Regions from separate parts of the Zea mays genome. Here region 2 is linked to region 1. Evidence: chromatin contacts called from public Hi-C data. All regions are on one chromosome and are shown on one strand. Each heading gives the region's core, a stretch centred on a gene start, on an enhancer-like site or on the middle of the called end of the contact. The rest is flanking DNA. Distances are from core to core; before and after follow the strand shown. Region 1 holds the start of LOC100277414. Region 2 holds the start of LOC103654100 (signal peptide peptidase-like 4).

Evidence for each region. A called contact is a pair of places that touch in the nucleus more often than the background predicts.
Region 2: a contact with region 1 is called in a Hi-C map of endosperm, with 3 times the contacts expected there. The contact joins the promoter of LOC103654100 here to the promoter of LOC100277414 in region 1. A contact is called at or near these places in 7 of 25 Hi-C or Micro-C datasets (bundle sheath, ear, endosperm and 3 more).

The regions. Positions count from the first base shown.
Region 1 is chr4:175,324,728-175,327,678 of Zm-B73-REFERENCE-NAM-5.0, reverse strand. It overlaps LOC100277414, which reads right to left and starts at 1,380. Exons shown (of 13, transcript NM_001150979.1): 1 at 1,075-1,380; 2 at 567-644; 3 at 369-488; 4 at 173-245. The coding sequence starts at 1,182.
Region 2 is chr4:175,138,170-175,141,120 of Zm-B73-REFERENCE-NAM-5.0, reverse strand. It overlaps LOC103654100 (signal peptide peptidase-like 4), which reads left to right and starts at 1,477. Exons shown (of 14, transcript XM_035967415.1): 1 at 1,477-1,493.

The DNA of each region.
Region 1 (2,951 bases), core at 131-2,630:
CAGGCAATGTTTTGGGAAAAGGGGTACATCAACGGAGCACGGAAAACAACTGAATTACTGGTGTACTGAGAACTATGTGTGTGCGGAAGGAAATCGATGATCTCACATTTCTCTGCTCTAAGTTTAGTATGTGAAAAAAACATAATGTTTTCGTAAAGAAATACTCAAATACCTGAAACCTTATTTAATGATGATGACGACCTTGTGCTCCCAGCTACGGCCAGGAGATAGTTTTTCCACTTGACCTGAGCAAAAAGACAACGACCAGCATATATCATGATAGCTGTTTAGATCAAATGAGCAAAAGAGGCTGCAGAGCTACAAGACAGTAAAAAAAAACCATCAAAAGGGTAGGATGGCGTGTTTACCATACTGTGGCCTGCTAATGCTGGGAACGATCCACCTGTGGCATCATTTTCATGGTTGGGATGTTTTGAGCCTCTAGCAGGGCTTAACGCTGACCAAGAGGATGTCTTAAAATCAAAAACCTGCCAAACGTGTCCAAGTTTGTTCAATTATAGGTAAAAGGAAATTGCGAGGGACGATATTTAGTGGGCCTGGCAAACCTGGACGTCCGATAGAGAACGGCCGTTGCGACTCCCTCCGACAACGTACAGCTTGTCTTGAACCACTTGGGCAGCATGCTGTTACATATGTGAGAGCGGTTAACCAGAGGGTTGGATCATCGCACAGCAAACGAAGGCCAGCACATCTAACTGATTCCGTCATTTCACATGGATGGAAATCACTGCTTGATGGGCCAATGTCCCTCGACCCTCATGAGCTAAAGCTAAAACTAGCCGCTAGACATAGGGGTCGGCCACCAAGAGGCAGAACTAGGGCGCGGTTCGTGCTGGCTGCATTCTGCTGCAGCCGAGAATCTGTTTGCACCGACCGAATTTATACCAAGCAATGAAATATGAACTGATGATGATGACGGGGTTCCTCGCACTGCTGGTCGCCCAATCACAGCGAGATCGCCGCCAGCGACGGTAATGGTGACGAGGAAATCGATCGTATAATACAGTAGCAGGTATAACAGAAGCGGCAGCAGCAGAAAGGCAGGAACCGTACCTTGTAGCGCGCGGGCGGGCGCGGCGAGCCCCCGGCGGGGCTCAGCAGCACCCACTGGTCGTAAGGCGCCGCGGCGAGGCGGGCGTCGCCGCTGATCCCCTTCCCCATTTCCCACCGCACCGACACCCCCACGGCCCAACCTCGGATGGATGGATGGATGGATGGATGGATCTGGAAGCAAGTCGTGAAGAGCTGCTTCCTTGGGCGAGATTGATCCGGGCGCGGGATTCACTGAGACTGGTTCCCTGGCTGGGCTAGGGAGGGAATGGAGAAACGGAGTTGGATCTGAGGGAAGGGAAGAGGGAGACCCCAGCCCGGAGTCGCCGCGCGCGCGCCGTGTCCGCGTGCCGTGCGTCCGTGCGTGCGTGTCACGTCCGTTCGGTTGGGGCGACGGAACGGCGAGCCATTTGCATCGCGCTTCGTGAGAGGAAACACATAAACCCACTATGTGAAAACGTATTTTGTAGTATCTGCGTCAATACGTACTCAAAATATTATTTTTTATTGTTTTTTAATATAGACCACTTATTAATAGGGTGGAGTTTAAATATAATGATAGAGGTGGATAATCTATTGAGGATAGCCTTAAATGGGCGTTCGATTGGTTACATTCAGCTTAGCGAGGCCCATCAAATATAGGTCTCACTAGTTTGGTTGTTTATACCATATCTAGAGGTTTATATCCGCATGTGCATTCCTCCCTCCTAAGCCTAGCGGGAAAACGTCAGCGACTTTCTGTTTCTTCTTGGCCTAGCTCGCTACGAACGCGAGGGAGGAGCGCGGACTCCAAAACGTGGCTCCCACAATGCAGGTGTGGTTGCGCGGGGAAGTCTAAGGTTACCGACTTTCCGTCTTCCTTTTGTGCCACTCGCTGGGTATTTGTAGCCCCCCACGGGGAAGCTGATTGCAAATGTTCATTTCTTGCTACCTTGGTCTGAGATTAATGCCCATTGCCTATTACGATGTGATCTATATATTGAATTATCTAGTGGGTTACTAAGCACAATTCATGCCTATAATGATTCTATGTAACTATACCTTGCATTGTATTATGTTCTAACAAAATTTACAGCTATGGCTTGATGTGTAGTACATGCTGGGGCATCAAACTGGTGTGTTTTCTTCTTGGGATGCTTGTCATGCTTAAGTGCACGGTTTTCAGGGGAGCTTGCTACAAACGATGCAATTCAAGAGAAGAAGGGATGGCAAGAAGTTTTGGTTCTTCATAGGAACAAAATTAGTGCTACTACATGTAAAGATGTAATAATATTTCTATAGAGTGTTGTTATATTAGTTCACGTATTAACCATCACAGAATTTTTTGACTGACAACGTAGGAAGAGGCTCCCACTTGAATTTTATTGATTCCGGCATGACTGAGTCACGCCTCAACGACCTCATTTTTAAGGAAAACAAGAAAAAACATTTACTTAGAGTCGTGGCAGACCACAGATTACAAAACAGCTGCTAGCACAACGCAGCAATAAATTTCAACGACATAGAGAGAGAGAAAACAAACACACACAGGACAGGCAGACGGGACATGACCATCAAATAACGTACTTGCCAGCTAACCCAAACCGATGTAAACTGACAGTCGCCTAGAGGGGGGTGGATAGGCGGAATCTAAAATTTATAACTTAAACACGCTGCAAGCCGGGGTTAGCGTTATAATTAAATCTGAGTCCGGGAGAGAGGGGAAAACAAATCAACCAAAGAAATAGAGCGGATGACACGGTGATTTGTTTTACCGAGGTTCGGTTCCAAAGAACCTAGTCCCCGTTGAGGTGGTCACAAAGACCGAGTCTCTTTCAACCCTCTCCCTCTCTCAAACGGTCACCTAGACCGAGTGAGATTTCTCCTTAATCAAACGGGTC
Region 2 (2,951 bases), core at 228-2,727, 190 kb after region 1:
AGCGATAAGGCGATTTATCAACACAATTTGCGATCTGGTGATCGGAATCGCGCGTTCTGCGGCTAGTCGTAAGGCGAATCCTAAGCATTTGCAACTACTACTGTGGACAGTGACCCGCGAAGGCCAGCAAAGCATCGGGAGGGGCAGAGCGATTGTGATTAAAGCAGGTAATATCTTAATTGTTGGGAAGTGGAAGGAGCTTGCCTTGAAGCGGCCGGACTCAACGATGGCTTGGATATCGGCCACCCTCTTGAACACCAGTGGCGACGTCCTGGAGGCTATTCTCTCCTCCCGACGGCACCCAGACCTGGAGGCAAGAAAGCGGAGGGGATGGTGAGATTCGGATCCGGAAGTGGTAGCACCCCTCACGCGCCACCAACTCGACGCCACCATTTTCTCGTCTGCTGGCCACTCGATCTAGGCGAGGGACATGTAGCCGCAGTAGAGAAAGCTCGTGACTTGTGAGGGACGGCATGAGGTGGGTTCAGACACCGCCACCGATGAATTTGGCCTGCTCCTTTTCCCCCCTCTAACCTTCTCTCGGACGGCGAGGCGAAGGTGAGCACTGGCTTGATGGGCTCCTCGACCTCCTCGATGCGGCTGACCTCGGATAACCAGGTCAGCGTGGCGGAGCAGGTCGGGCACGTCGAGCGTAGGCCACAGCTGCGCCGCGACGAGGGACGTCTGCATTGGTGGCCCTGCTCCCAGAGAGTATTACAGGGGGACCAGGTGGACGAGATCTTTGAGGGGGAGGATGGGAAGAAAGAGGGCGCGGATGGAGCGACTGCCATGGATGGAAGGGGGCGGATGGAGCGCGGCTACCATGGGCGATTCGCGGTGGATCCCTGGCGCGGAGGAAATTTGGGAGCGGGGCGCGGCTGCCATGAACCTACGCGCGATTTGTGGGCGCGGACAGACGCTGCCATGGATGGCGGGCGACTACAGAGAGGAGAGCGGGGCACGGCTGCCATGAATCTGTGTGTGATTTGTGGGCGCGGACAGCGCTGCCATGGATGGCGGCGGATTGTAGAGAGGGGCGCGGAGATGGCTGCGATTCTTGGCGCAAATGGCGGGAGACAAAGGTGGGGGCGGTTGCCGTAGAGCGAGCAGACAGAACACTGTATGTGGACGCCTACAGTAGTAACTTAAGGAGTAGTAGAGATAGAGGCCATAGTTATTTTAAGAGCTAAAAACTCAAACATTAAAAATGACTCATAGGACATATTTTTACCGTTCTAATCACTTTTAGCTCTTTTAGTTTGGATAGCTTATATAGTGACTAAACTTAAGTCATTTTTTTAGTTCATAAGATCCAAACAGTCCGTTAGTTCTTCGTCATTTCTCATACAAGAAAAACAACAGTCAAAACTCCAGACATGAGTTCATATCACGACCACTGACCACTGTTGCTTCGTGTGACTGCCTAGTGCCGTATCGGATCGCCCTACGCAGTTGACGGTGACGGGAAGGCGACGAAGAAGAAGCGTCTGACGGTGGGCCCTCCTGCCGTACCCAACGGATGACCGTAGTCCGTAGAGCAGCCGCCGATAAGACCATTGCTTGGTTCCGCCCCGAGAAAACGGACGCCCACAACGAAAGCGGAGGGAAAAGCGAGGGAGGCAGCCTTCTATTTTCTGTCAAAACAAGGGCGATACTCCTCCTACTCCAGCGCACACGCAGATCAGCGTCGAAATCCGTCGCATCGTGCCCGCCTCGCTGTCTCCGCTGGGCGCTGGTGGTCATGGCCCGCAGGGCGCTGGAGCTCGCGGCGGTTCTGCTCGCGCTGGCGGCGCTGGCGGCCGTGGCGGCCGGAGGGGACATCGTGCACCAGGACGACGAGGCGCCCAAGATCCCCGGCTGCTCCAACGACTTCGTGCTGGTATGGGGTATAGATGGCCAAAAAGCACGAGGCCCGTGAGCCCGGCACGAAGCCCGCTTTTTGGGCCCGGTCCGAGCACGGCACGGTAGAATAAGCGGGCGGGCTTGGACAGGAAACTAGGCACGGCGGGCTAGCCCGGCACGGCCTGTTTACCTCTAAGCCCGTTAAACCCGTTTTTTTTACACTAAAACGTGCTTACCGGCCCGTTTAGCCCGCTTTTCGGCCCGTTATTTCGTGCTAAACGGGCCGGCCCGGCCCGTTTAGGCCCGCTGCGGGCCGGGCTTGGACAGAAACTTAAGCCCGCTGGCTCAGCAGGCCCGGCCCGGTTTTGGCCGGGCTTCACCGGGCCCGGGCCGGGCCGGGCCGGGCCGGCCCGTTTGGCCATCTCTAGTATGGGGTGCCTCCTGTCTGTCACCTCGCAAGCGACGCAGTTGATTTTAGTCTAGCTGGTGCGATGCTGGCGAGGGTTTGGGCCCGTGAGTTTCGGATTGGGTGTTTTTGGGGCTAAACTAGGGATTGAATTCGTCGTGGACTCGTGGAGTTTGCAATCTCGCCTCGGATGGCCGTACCGTCGCTTTATTTTTTTGGGTGTGGATTGGGTTGGGTGTTCAGCCACGTCATTTGCTTGGACGGGAAGAGGGACGATTAGGTCGCCCGTACGGTCTCGCGTACAGCATCGTCGGCTATGGAGTCTCTAGAGCTTCATTAGATATGCTGTTAATTACACGGAGTATGCCCGTTGCCTTTATGCGCCTCATTAGATACGATGATCATGATGGCACTTACGACTTTCAAGTTTGAGAATGCTGGCAATTGATTGAATGAAAAAAAAAGAATACTGCCACTTGGGAATTATAGGTCATGCGTTGGCGGAACCCGGTGTTGTTGGCTTATTCCACTTTCCTATTTTAGATAAAGCCCAGCTTTAGTGTAAGCTCATTCAACTCATCTAAGCTGCTGGGATTCTCTCGTTGAAGGTTATCTATTATAGTCTTTTTGCTACTGGCTCATGTCCTAAATTTAGTGTTATGTCCAAGATATTACTCCCTCTGTCCTGACATATAAGGGACCT